3 separate regions of the Zea mays genome follow, and all the other regions are linked to region 1. The links are chromatin contacts, called in public Hi-C maps. All regions are on one chromosome and are shown on one strand. Each heading gives the region's core, a stretch centred on a gene start, on an enhancer-like site or on the middle of the called end of the contact. The rest is flanking DNA. Distances are from core to core; before and after follow the strand shown. Region 1 holds the start of LOC100281475 (fasciclin-like arabinogalactan protein 7). Region 2 holds the start of LOC103654486 (formin-like protein 5). Region 3 holds the start of LOC100384478.

Region 1 (4,202 bases), core at 905-3,404:
ATCCATAAACACCCATATATAAATTAAACACGGGGGGCCCTAAGCTGAACCCCGTACTTGCTCCTTCGACACGGACACACGGTGAGGACGAACTCGTCGATCCTCACCACAAGAGCACCAGGCCGCCGGAGACAGCGATCGCCAAGTAATGGGCGACGACACCGGCTCGGCACGACGAGCTCTTCTCTCCCGCCTTCTCCTTCGCCTTCGCACTCGCTGATGATTTCCCCGACGCCGGGCTGGGAGCGACGTCGGATGCCTTGGCATCCGGTGCCGGAGCGGGGGCAGGCGCCAGCGGGGGGTCGCTCTTGAAGATCTGCATCGGCAGGAGAACCTTGCCGACCTCGTACACCGCGACGGGGCGGGTGGAGTACACGCTGCTGCTGATCTTGGGGTCGGACCACATGGACTTCACGCGGACGGTGCCCATGTCGTAGGTGAGGTTCAGCGTGTACTGCGAGCCGGCGAGGGTGGCCACCGGGCCGAGCGCGCTCAGCCGGTCGAACTCGGCCAGCGAGTAGTACTTGGGCAGCGCGTGGCACAGCAGCAGCGACCTGAGCTGGTCCTGGGTGAGGTTGGCGAACGTGGTCTGCTTCAGCGCCGCGAACGCCGAGTCCTTGGGCACGAAGACGGTGATGCCGCCCCGCTTCGTGTCGTTCGCCTGGCTCTGGAAGGTCTCGATGACGCCGGTCTTCTGCAGGTAGTCCAGGAACGTGTGGAACGGCCCGGCCACGCTGAGGAGGTCCGCGAGGTCCACGTGGTGCGGCGCCGCCGGTGCGGGCGCTGGCGCCGGCGCCAGGACGACTGGGGATCGCGGAGCGGGAGGGCTCTTGGGCTTCTGCGGGGCTGCTGGTGTGGAGAGCACGACGATGGCTAGCATTGCCACGGTGAAAACGCCGGCTTTGAACTCCATCCTGGAGTCTGGTTGCCTTCACTTGGATGAACGAATCGATTCCCTGAGGTCACACACACTGACACACAAGAACAGTGCAGCATTATATTAGACACTGACTGGATATCTCATCATAACTTCTTCTATTTTTTTTCATATAGATCTGGAAAACTAATGTACCAGGATATTATTTTTGCAAATTGTAAAACTGACAAAGCTGGAAACATAAGCAAAAAAAAAAATGTTGGGGGCCAGAGGTAGGCAACAGGTACTGAGCTCACACATTTGCTATTTGCTCGAAGTTGCTAGCCGCCAGCTGTAAAAGATCTAAATTGCGGTTCCTAATCTCAAACGCACTTGTTCTACAGATTCATGGAATTGCTCTTTGCTAGTAGGCAGGAATATTTGACTTGACAACAACCTCAGCAGCTACCATAGACTTGGAAGTGTTATTAGCTCTAGAGATGACGCAACATTGGTGTTCAGATCTTTGATGCACAGATTCGGAATGAGCAGTGGGCACAGCTTGAAAGAAACAATCGATTGGTACACCACCTTTCCCTATCACCACGAAAGACAAGCATGGGTGCCAACTGCCCGAGAAAAGAAACGCCCATCCAATCCATGTCCCGATCTGGCGGAATTGAGCATCAGCATTATAGAACCGTCAGTTCCCACCTACCAACCCACAAAGACGCGGCATATATGATAAATTAACGCATGAACCGGCACTACCGTCTCCTGCAGGCTGCAGATCTCAGCAGCGCGGAAGACACGAAATCCCTACTGCGTTAGACATTTGCGTCAGGTTGAAGGAAACGGGAGCGCGGGACACCAGGAACGTCTGCTCTTCTTCCTCGGGTCAGCAGGAGCCGAGGACCCAGATCCAAGTGCAGCTGAAGCTGCAACTGCACTAGGCCAGTAGCAGCGGCGCACACTGAATCCCCCCAAGCGCCTCTGATCTACTAGTAGAAGGAAGAAGAAAAAAATCCTCCGGAATTGCAGCACATGGATATGGATATGGATATGGCACGGATGGACTGGAATGGAATTCGATTGCGGGGGCGAGAGGGGCGGGACGACAGGGAGGAGAGCGGGAGACTGACCTGGGCGGATGCAGGGGCCAGCCAGAAGCCGGCGAGCAGGACGGCCGGGGGAGTTGAAGAGGAGGGGGGCCGAGTGTGCTATTGCTATATACTAAAGGTGGTGTGCTGTGCTGTGCTGTGCTGTGCAGTGCTCGGGTACGGATGAGGTGAGGAAGAGGCAGAGGTGGGTCTCACGCATGAGAACGTATCTTGTGAGCAAGGAGCCCTGCTGCTCCCATGAGCAAAATCAATTCAGACCACACCCTCCACATCCAACGGTGCTGCGTCAGGGGGATTTTTGTAAAATGTACAGAGTTGCAAAGAACATTTTACAAAAATCCCCCTGACGCAGCACCGTTGGATGTGGAGGGTGTGGTCTGGATTGATTTTGCTCATGGGAGCACCAACGGTCCTTGCTCACAAGATACGTTCTCCGCACGCATGCTCTCCCTCTCCTCAAATAGAAGCCCACCGCGACGAGAGGCGAGAGGGAGGCAGGAAGACAGCCCAGCCCAGGTAGGACTGGAGCTAGTAGCTGCCATTTCAATAATATATATTTTGCACTGCAGCTGCTTCTACCAATAATTAATTAATGGCACTAAAACAACCGACTGGGCGCGTGGCCGATGTGATTACGTGAGGCCGCGGCCAAACGCGATGCGATGACAGGGACGAAGCCGAGGCGGTGTCGGTGGGACGAAGAGACGACGCTTTCATGAGATCGTACGCGGGTGGGCCCTGTTGGCCAGTCTCAGTTCTACAGTTTTTTAAACTTAGCGGTGTTTCCGTGTTTATAAGACTTTCATAATATATAAAGTAAAATATAGATGAACATATTCATTTTAATAATAAATATCGTTCCATAATTACATGTACTTAATTTCACTATTTATAGAGAGTTTTAAATCATATAAAAGACTTTTATTTTTATAAAATGTATTTTTTTTCAAAAACAAAATACTATAATATTACCAAAAATATTTATGTGACAGATTATTAAATACATGTACGATAACTAACTGATGTCCCGCCTCTGTTCTGGGTAATATTTGATGATTAAACACGGCCCTAATTATGAGGATCACATTCATTTTTTCCGTGCTGGTACACAAACACCTTGCATGCACGCCGTACTCGCCACCAGCGAGCATATATCCCCTGGGCCTGGCTGTCGTCTCCCGCTGTTTATGGGCTGGAATGGGCCGCTCAAACTGGCCCGTTACGTGAATTTGGCGGGGCTGCCGCAGGGATCCGAGACGTGGTGGCTGCACAGCGACGTCCGTGGGAGCGGGCGAGCGACTGCAGGCAGAGGGTTTCGTCCGAACCCTAGTGTCCTCCACACGCCGTCGCCATGGCCGCCGTCCGCGCCGCCCTCCGCCTGCAGCGCCAGTGCCTCGCCGCCAACCCCTTTCTCTTCTCCGGGCATGGCCTCCGCTACCGCAAGCTTGAGGTCATCCTCACCACGGTAACGCCTCCACTACCTTCGCGACCATTCCGCCTGCGTCACCTCTTTTTTTTTTTTGGGTTTAATGCTACGGCATCTGTTAGCCAAGCGGTCGCTTTGCCTCGCTTTGGGCTGTTTTTCTTGATCTGTGCGTCACGTATGACCTGTTTTTGTTTTACCCTGCAGACTATTGATAAGCTGGGGAAAGCAGGCGAGGTGGTCAAGGTGGCGCCTGGCCACTTCCGCAACCACCTTATGCCCAAGATGCTCGCAGTCCCGAACCTGGACAAATTCGCCATACTCATCCGAGAGCAGCGCAAGGTAAGCTCCGTGCCTTCGTCCTTTAAGACGCTACCACCGCAAGCATGTCTGTTCGGGTGCCTAGTCGCTGCAAACCATGAGGTCCAGTGTTTGGCCAGGAAAAAACTGTATCACTGTCCGAATATGTATTGCACATTGGACTAATGGACTATGCACAGACTGTTCATGCAACATTCCCTGGCACAGCTGTTTCCTACGGCAATCTGATAAGTAGCCTAAGAATTTGGTGCTACTTGGTGCAACCCGCATTCAAAATGTTGTGGTGCGCTGGTGCCTCTACTCCATTCCTAGTTCCTACCCATGTTTGCTGTTTATAGCTCTGTTCGTTTGCAACCTTATAAGGCGTTGTTTCTTTAACCAGCTCTATCAACGCGAAGAGGAGGTCGCGGTGAAACAAGTCACGGAGAAAGATGATGATGCACGGGTAGGTTGTGCAGCTCACAAGCTAGAAATATTTTCT
Region 2 (4,202 bases), core at 1,027-3,526, 220 kb after region 1:
CCAACTATTTTTATTTTGATGCTGCACACAATCATGGATGTTTCCTTCTCTGTTGCCTTTATTTCCTTTCTGTCTCCGTGGTTGGTTTGGATTTCTTTATGGCTGTTCCATTATTGCACTGGCACCTGCTATGCAAAATTAAGTTCTGCCTGCATGCTTGATTATGTAATGCATACGTACTATCTGCAAATGAGTGACATTTTCCCATAAATTCTTAGTAACATTCAGATATGATGCTCTAGATACTCCTATAGCTCAAAAGTTCTACCTACTGTTTGCATACTGACACTAAGAAGATATCTGCAACTTCAATATTTTTTGAGACAATGCCTTACAGATTGGATGAAAGCACTGGATTGATTGATTACGATCAGGTCATTTGCCTTAGCAACGTGGGCGCACACTAGCTGTTCGCCGAAACTCCTGTGGAGTGAGTAGTGATAAGTATATTTTGTGACAAATGGACTGCATCGACAAGGATTAGGTTTTCTACACATTGTTTATAGTCTGACCCATGTATGTTGTTTGATTGATTTCATATCTGAAAGACATCAAAAGTGTCATGAGGGATATGTGATTGACACCCTCAATAGGTATTTTATTATGTGATATTGGACCACACATTGCCCTACTCTTTTGTGAGAGAACACATCTAGGTTGTCTCTATTTTGTTTGTGCACGAGTTTACTATGATGGTAACATTCAGGTGTCCTTAGTCTCACTAATTTTCTTAACTTGCTGTAATCAGGCTTCCAAGTCTGTCATTCCCTTGGAGGAGGCACTGGATCTGGAATGGGCATGCTTCTCATTTCAAAGATCGGAGAGGAGTACCCTGATCGGATGATGCTGACATTTTCTGTCTTTCCCTCGCCCAAGGTGTCAGACACTGTTGTTGAGCCATACAATGCAACCATGTCTGTCCATCGGCTGGTTGAGAACGCTGATGAATGCATGGTTCTTGACAACGAAGCACTTTATGACATTTGCTTCCGAACTCTGAAGCTGACGACCCCTAGCTGTAAGTTGATTTAAGCTCAAGTTTAATTTTCTTGTTTTCAAAATGTGTTCTTTGCGATATGCATTGTCAGAAGATTTATATTCCTATGATGGCTTTGCCACAATATATTTTTGCTCAATAATTTCATTGAGCTTTTATTTATTCGTATTGTTAGCAGATTATATACACAAAGCTACCGAAATAAAAAAACAAGCTGGCATTTGATCTGTACCAGATTTCAATCAATGATTTCGCTTCTTAGTGTTTACATAAATCATGTTGTCATTTAGTGTTTTAAAATTCTTGAATACTTCTGACAGTTTGTTTCTGAATAGTTGGAGACTTGAACCACTTGATCATTGCAACGATGAGCGGTGTCACTTGCTGCCGAAATAAAAAAAACAAGCTGGCATTTGATCTGTACTAGATTTCAAACAATGAATTTGCTTCTTAGTGTTTACAGAAATCATGTTGTCATTTAGTATTTTTGAAATTTTTGAATACTTTTGACAGTTTGTTTCTGGACAGTTGGAGACTTGAACCACTTGATCAGTGCAACGATGAGTGGTGTCACTTGCTGCCTCTGCTTCCTAGGACAACTGAACTCTGACCTGCACAAGCTTGTAGTCAACCTGATCTCGTTCCCTCGGCTCTACTTCTTCATGATCGGCTTTGCGCCACTCACCTTGCGTGGCTCGCAGCAGTACCGTGCGCTCACCGTCTCTGAGCTAACCCAGCAGATGTGGGATGCCAAGAACATGATGTGTGTTGCTGACCCACGCCATGGTCGCTGTCTCACAGCCTCTGCCATGTTCCGTGGCAAGATGAGCACTAAGGAGGTTGATGAGCAAATGATTAATGTCCAGAACAAGAACTCGTCCTACTTTGTGGAGTGGATCCCCAACAACGTCAAGTCCAGCTTATGATTAAGCATTATATATTTACTCTTTAGAAATTATTTGAGTTGGGTAGACATATTTATACCGTTCTGTATTTATGTTTAATCACAGATTTTACCGTCACTATTGTACTCACGTCGCTCGTCGGCAGGGCCCTAAGTCCATTAGAGGGTCACAATTTGTATTCCGTGGCATCGCACGTGCACATTCCTAGTAATTTCTTAATTCTGACAATGTGTATAAGTAACAATGATTTATATTAATAACAAATAATATATGTTCTAATTATAATTTAAACACGAAAGATAGACGATGGGAACTAGGAAAAGAAATTCTTCGCAAGCGTTCCTGGGATTCGTACAAGAAAATTTTCTATGTAGGAATACAGATGAACTATTCCGTGGCATATAATTTTTCATTGCCCATACATAGGTTTCACCCCTTCGTCCCCATCATCCGGGATTCATCCTTCGACCCCTCCCCCCCACGGTCCCTCCCCCTACCCACACCAACGCGCACACGGACCGGGAGTCGCAGCGGAAACCACAAAACCAGCGTGAAGGCGCCCGAACCACCGCGAGCCCCGCCCACCACTCCACGAAACCCAAACGCACCTCCGCAGCGAGGGATATCCCCCATCACCCCCTACCAGTTTCAATTTTCAAAAGGGCGTGGAGGCGCCGCACCACCGCCGCCGCCACCACTGACGAGGGAGGAAACGCCACCTCCCCGAGCCAGTCCGATGTTGTCCGACCAGGAGCTGGCCCAGTACGTGGAGTCCCTCGTCCAGCACACCGCTGCGCAGGGTGGCACCGGGATATCGGCGGATGCCGTGGTGCGCCAGCTCGGGGCGCAGCTCGGCGTTGACCTCTCCCCCAAGGCGCAGCTCATCCGCAGCGTCCTCGTCGCGCTCCTCGGCCCCGCGGCCGCGCCGGCGCCGGACCCCACGGGTTCGCGTAAGGATCCCTTCGACCCCGCAACCGCTGCCGCCGCCGGCGGGCCCCGCGCCGAGACTCCTCCACAGCAGATGCACTTCTCTACCGCCGCCGCGTCGTCGGCCCCCGCCCCTTCTCCAGCCGTTCCCCACTTCTTCCCGCAGCAGCACCAGCACCAGATGCAGTACTTCCTGTCCGCCCCGCAGCAGTATCAGCACCAGCAGCAGCAGCAACGCGCCGGCGCGTCCCCTTCGCCGTTTGACATCCCCGCGTCGTACCGCTACGGGCACCAGCCCTTGCCGCAGGCCGACCAGGCGCAGCTGCAGAGGCTCGTCCAGCTACAGCACCAGCAGCAGCAACTGGCCGCCGCGGCGAGAGTTGCAGCTGCAGCGGCACCGACTCCGGGGGAGAGTCCCCGTGCGCCGGAGCCGCCACCGGCGCCGGCGCCGGCAGCCTCCAAGAAGAACAGGTGACACTCCTGCACTCTTTAGTTCATCTTCGTTACCCCTTTCGAGTTAGGGTTTCGAGCATCCACTTAGGTGCTAGATGCGGGTGCTCGTGCAGTTAGATTTAGTTAGGTAGAGTAGCGTCTACGCGAAGCAAAGCTCCTAAAGCTCTAGGATCGAAAGATTTGCCCTTTCCAGATTTTGTTTGTTGATTTGAGGTGGGATGAACCGGAAGAGCTTACATGTTTTTTTGGTGGTCACACGGTTTGTAGTGGCATGTATTTGGGCTTGATTGTTTCTGGCGGACAGAAATATCTATGAGGATATGATTAGTGGGGTTAGGTGAAATAGAAGGCAAGGAACTTCTTTTCAATGGCTCCAGTTGATTCATTTGAGGAATTTGAGGCGCCATTTCTACTTGTATTAGACATTTAATGCCCGTGGCTCCAAGCTTAGGGGAGGCGGTCGTCTTTCTAGTGTACCTGTGAAAACCTTTGAATGCTCCCGTAGTCATGTCAACCATTCATGCAGAATTAAATTCCCCTGAGGCCATTAACGTAGGAAATGGATTCCCTCAACCCCATCAAAATGTTTGCTTTTCAAGCAACCGGCTTCAAACGAAGAAACTTCCATCACTGCCAATTTGACTTGCAGAGTGGGCCCCACATTTAGGTACTAAACTAGCTGGAACTTGAAAGGTATTTGTTTGCTATGTGGATTCACTTGAAAGGAATCTATCGCACTTTGTATGTACTAAAAAATCTGTACTACTATTCTGCAAACATCAAATTGTCTGCATGTGACATTGTTTCTGATATAGATCTCGACACTCACTTCACTCTCCTGGAACAAGACATGGATATGTCCCATGTTCTAAGTTGTCAGCGTTGGCTGTCATTTGCTGGTGTTCAGCCTGTTCACTGAA
Region 3 (4,202 bases), core at 656-3,155, 200 kb before region 1:
AGTTATTATCATATCTTCGTACATAACTTAATATCATATCAATGCTCAATTCTGAATACGTGCCCACCAGATTTAAAACAAAAAGAAACATTTTTCTAATAATCAAATTAATGAAGGGAACTATATCATTCAACAGCAATAAACAAAAAACTAGTTCCTGATAATCCTACGATGAACCAATCAACCATAAATTTAAGGCAACCACTGATCACTTTTACCATCCACATTTACAGTCAAAATCAGTCAGTCATTTTCGTTTCATATTTCTACATTTGGTCAACCTAACAGAACATAAGCACAATTTCCATAGTAGCTTAGAAATAAACCCACTATCCACATAATAGGTAAGGGATTTCAACAAAGCTACTATAGCCAAAAGGCATTGGCAGTGCAATCCATGAGCGCTATGTTAAACAGTAAATAACCAACCATGGCTGCATGGCAATAGAAACTAACACACTGACATGCAAAAACATGATCCAAGTATATTTCTGCTATACCTGATCATCCTTGAGGTAGAGGGTCATCTTTGTACCCCTGCCAAGTTGCTCCCCAGAGGTATCACGTGCGACAGTGAAGGAGCCACCAGCCTGAGACTCCCACACGTACTGCTCATCATCATTGTGCTTAGTGGTCACGACAACCCTCTCTGCAACAAGGTAGGCAGAGTAGAAACCGACACCAAACTGGCCAATCATGGACACATCAGCACCAGCAGCAAGTGCCTCCATGAATTCCTTCGTGCCTGACCGCGCAATGGTACCAAGGTTGTTCACAAGGTCTGACTTGGTCATACCAATGCCGCTGTCGATGATTGTCAGCGTGTTGTTGGCCTTGTCGGGGACAATGTGGATGAACAGCTCTGGCTGTGCATCCAGCTTGGTCTTGTCCGTCAAACTCTCAAACCTGATCTTGTCCAAGGCCTGTTTGGAAACAGCAGAGAGACATCAAGGTTAGTGGCTTAGTAGTTTGATTCAACCATCATCCCAGAAGAGCACAGGGACTTCAAATGTATTTTGTCACCACCCAGCACCCACTGCAGATTTGTTAAACAAAACACGAATTGTACAGACAATTTAATGATATCATACTGATCAATCAAGTTATACTGTTTTGTCCCACCCAGCACACACTGCAGCTTCTACAGATTCTAGACTAGCACATTGTTAAACTAAAACGAAGTGTACAGATAATTTAATGGCCTCACACTGATCAAATCCCCCTAATACACATGCTATGTTCAAACATCTCATCGTAAATAATAACGATCTCAAGTCTCAGTGACTAAAACATAATTTGAGTAGAATAGATTGCTGAAAGCCGTCACAGAACTTGCAGATAATAATAAATGATAACTAGACACCGAGATACAAAACCGATCCAATAAGATTTACGGCAGACGTCTAATCCAGCATGTAGAGCATTTAAAAAGCGCCGGCAGCAACAGGATATAACCCATCACCACCAGATTCAAATCAAATGAAGACTCCGACCCATCGATTGGACGGTTGGAGGGTTTAGCGCACAGATCTAGTCTACGTAGTAGTCTATTTTAACTTTAAAACCGCAAAGAGAGAAGAACGATCGGGCCGTCTGGGGGAGCGTGAAACCCACTCACATCGGAGGAGTTGGAGATGAGCTCCCTGAGGAAGATCTCCTTGTTGGAGTAGAAGGTGTTGATGATGAGCGAGAGCAGCTGGTTGATCTCCGCCTGGAAGGCGAACGTCTCCGTCTCCGAGGCCATGGCGAAACGACCTTCCCGAACGCGAGGAGAGCGCGAGCGGTAGGCGGCGGCTAGAGGGGACTGAGAAAGTGGCACGAGACGAGGGTTTGTGGGGCGAAGATGCGTTGCGGCGCGGTGAGGATTTTATCGTTGGGGGAGGAGGCGAGGGGTTCTCGAATGTTCTACGAGCCACTGGGGGCCGGGGAGCGCGGTTGACTGACCTGCCGACCGATGGGCCCGGAGTTACGCCGGCTCCAGCGCTCCGCCATGGTGGGGCCGGAGTCGCTGTCCCATGTGTCATTCGCTTATGACCTTTGTTCCCTTTTAGCACCAATATGAAAAACTAGAGACAAACCAATTAATCCCTTTTAGTCGCCATAGTTTTGCTTGCTAATATAAAATTGGATTGCTCATTTCAGTCCAATATTAATCGACCAGGATTGTTAGTTTCTTGCATGAAAACATACATATTTTCATGTCGACATTCTTGGTTTGTTTTGTCGTGACATGTTGAGAATTATGTTATCTGGATCGTCAGATCCACTTCCGTCACTCATGTAAGTAGTACAGGCACGAAATGTTGTGGAAGCCCGTCTTCTTTCTCAAAAGCACGATAGAGTGAACATAAAAAATACAATTTATGGTTGGACCTTTGATCTTTTTCTCTTCTATTTTATTATGAGAGAGATACATGTTCTATATATTATAGAAATGAGATCCTTCAAGGACATATTTGGTATTTGCCCATTCATTAGGGTTTCCTAACAAAAACGACACAGAGTTCACTTCGCCGGGAAAAGGAAAAATACACCAACTCCTACTGGGTCCAATCCGGCCCACTAACTCTCATACTGGGCTTCAACGCTCGACGCGGCCTGTCAGTCTTCTTTGACTCTTTCTGCACTGTGACAGTACACGTCTGCAGACTGCATGTCTGCATGCATGCATCTCCGAGCCGGGCTACGGCGTTTTAGAGGCCGTTTGGGACGGCTCTCCCGTGGCTCCAGCTCCGGCTCCCCGACGGAGCTCTCCCAAACGAGTCTACTGAAATAGCTCTTTAAAGAGAGCAGAAGCCAGTTTAGCTCCTAAAAGCCGGAGCCCAAAAAACCTTTTCTCACACCGGCTCCTCGCCCATCCCAGTGCGCAGGCACCACGTGCAGCCTCTCCCACCACGCGCAGCCTCTCACTGGCGTTCAGTAAAGAGCCGTTTTGTCAAACGATTTGTAAAAGACATCGGCTCTAGCAGAGAAGCTGCTCCTTTAAAAGAGCAACGGTTGGAGTCAGTTTTAAAGGAGCCAGAGCCCTCCCAAACAGGGCCTTAGAGTTTTGATGACTACTAGTGGCCAGTGGTAGTGGAGTGGCAGCCCACAAATTCCGGCAGATTTCCGAGCGTGGTGGGGGTCTGGGGGAGGTGGCAGTCGCTCCGTCGACGGGCTGCCCTCCATCACTCTCCTGCCATCCGTCCTGTTCGGATCCAGAACAAACCACTGCCACGCGCCCACGCCTCGACGTCTCCTCTCGATCTCGCACGTCCTGACCGGCCCATCGCCATCGCCACAGCATCGGGACCGAGCAGCTCGCCGAGGATGCTGCAGCTGGGCTGAGCCTGAGGAGAGCGACCGATCGAGAGATCATCGATCGAGGATCAGGGACGACTCAGGGTGTGACCGTCCGTGTGCGCGAGGTTGGGCGCGCGGGCAAAGATGGAGAGTTACCTGAACGAGAACTTCGGGGGCGTCAAGGCGAAGCACTCGTCGGAGGAGGCCCTGGGGCGATGGCGGAGCGTGGTCGGCGTCGTCAAGAACCCCACCAGGCGGTTCCGCTTCACCGCCAACCTGGGCAAGCGCTCCGAGGCCGCCGCCATGAAGCGGTCCAACCAGGAGAAGCTGCGGGTCGCGGTGCTCGTCTCCAAGGCCGCGCTCCAGTTCATCCACGGCCTGCCGTCGCAGGGCGACTACGCCGTCCCCGCCGACGTCAAGGCGGCCGGCTTCGGCGTCTGCGCCGAGGAGCTGGGCGCCATCGTGGAGACCCACGACGTGAAGAAGCTCAAGTCCCACGGCGGCGTGGACGGCCTCGTATCCAGGCTGTCCACCTCGGCGTCCGACGGCCTCGACGATAGTAACGAGCCGATGACGGCGGCCCGGCAGGAGCTCTTCGGCGTCAACCGCTTCGCCGAGGCGGAGCCCCGCAGCTTCTGGGTCTTCGTGTGGGAGGCGCTGCAGGACATGACGCTGATGATCCTCGCCGCCTGCGCGCTCGTGTCTCTAGTCGTCGGCATCGCCACCGAGGGGTGGCCCCACGGCGCGCACGACGGGCTAGGCATCGTCGCCAGCATCCTGCTCGTCGTCTTCGTCACCGCCACCAGCGACTACCGCCAGTCGCTGCAGTTCAAGGACCTGGACAAGGAGAAGAAGAAGATCGCCGTGCAGGTCACGCGGCGCGGGTACCGGCAGAGGCTCTCCATCTACGACCTCCTCGC

What was found. Hi-C and Micro-C count contacts between places; a contact is called where the count stands out from the background.
Region 2: a Hi-C map of leaf shows a contact between it and region 1, with 6 times the contacts expected there. The contact joins the promoter of LOC103654486 here to the promoter of LOC100281475 in region 1. A contact is called at or near these places in 14 of 25 Hi-C or Micro-C datasets (ear, endosperm, leaf and 3 more) and 2 of 3 datasets of contacts at active chromatin or transcription factors (leaf and seedling).
Region 3: a contact with region 1 is called in a Hi-C map of endosperm, with 1.9 times the contacts expected there. The contact joins the promoter of LOC100384478 here to the promoter of LOC100281475 in region 1. A contact is called at or near these places in 5 of 25 Hi-C or Micro-C datasets (bundle sheath, ear, endosperm and 1 more).

What each region holds. Positions count from the first base shown.
Region 1 is chr4:204,671,256-204,675,457 of Zm-B73-REFERENCE-NAM-5.0, forward strand. It overlaps LOC100281475 (fasciclin-like arabinogalactan protein 7), which reads right to left and starts at 2,155. Exons shown (of 1, transcript NM_001154393.1): 1 at 1-2,155. The coding sequence starts at 913. The coding sequence ends at 104. It overlaps LOC100282104 (50S ribosomal protein L9-like), which reads left to right and starts at 3,295. Exons shown (of 6, transcript NM_001155017.2): 1 at 3,295-3,442; 2 at 3,608-3,742; 3 at 4,104-4,166. The coding sequence starts at 3,329.
Region 2 is chr4:204,888,820-204,893,021 of Zm-B73-REFERENCE-NAM-5.0, forward strand. LOC103654486 (formin-like protein 5) reads left to right here and starts at 2,277. Exons shown (of 6, transcript XM_023302395.2): 1 at 2,277-3,300. The coding sequence starts at 2,285. It overlaps LOC103655853 (tubulin beta-1 chain), which reads left to right and starts at 760. Exons shown (of 2, transcript XM_020552809.2): 1 at 760-1,018; 2 at 1,526-1,923. The coding sequence starts at 793. The coding sequence ends at 1,923.
Region 3 is chr4:204,476,428-204,480,629 of Zm-B73-REFERENCE-NAM-5.0, forward strand. LOC100384478 reads right to left here and starts at 1,906. Exons shown (of 3, transcript NM_001177009.1): 1 at 1,619-1,906; 2 at 501-923. The coding sequence starts at 1,744. LOC103654477 (calcium-transporting ATPase 10, plasma membrane-type) reads left to right here and starts at 3,043. Exons shown (of 5, transcript XM_008681307.3): 1 at 3,043-4,202. The coding sequence starts at 3,427.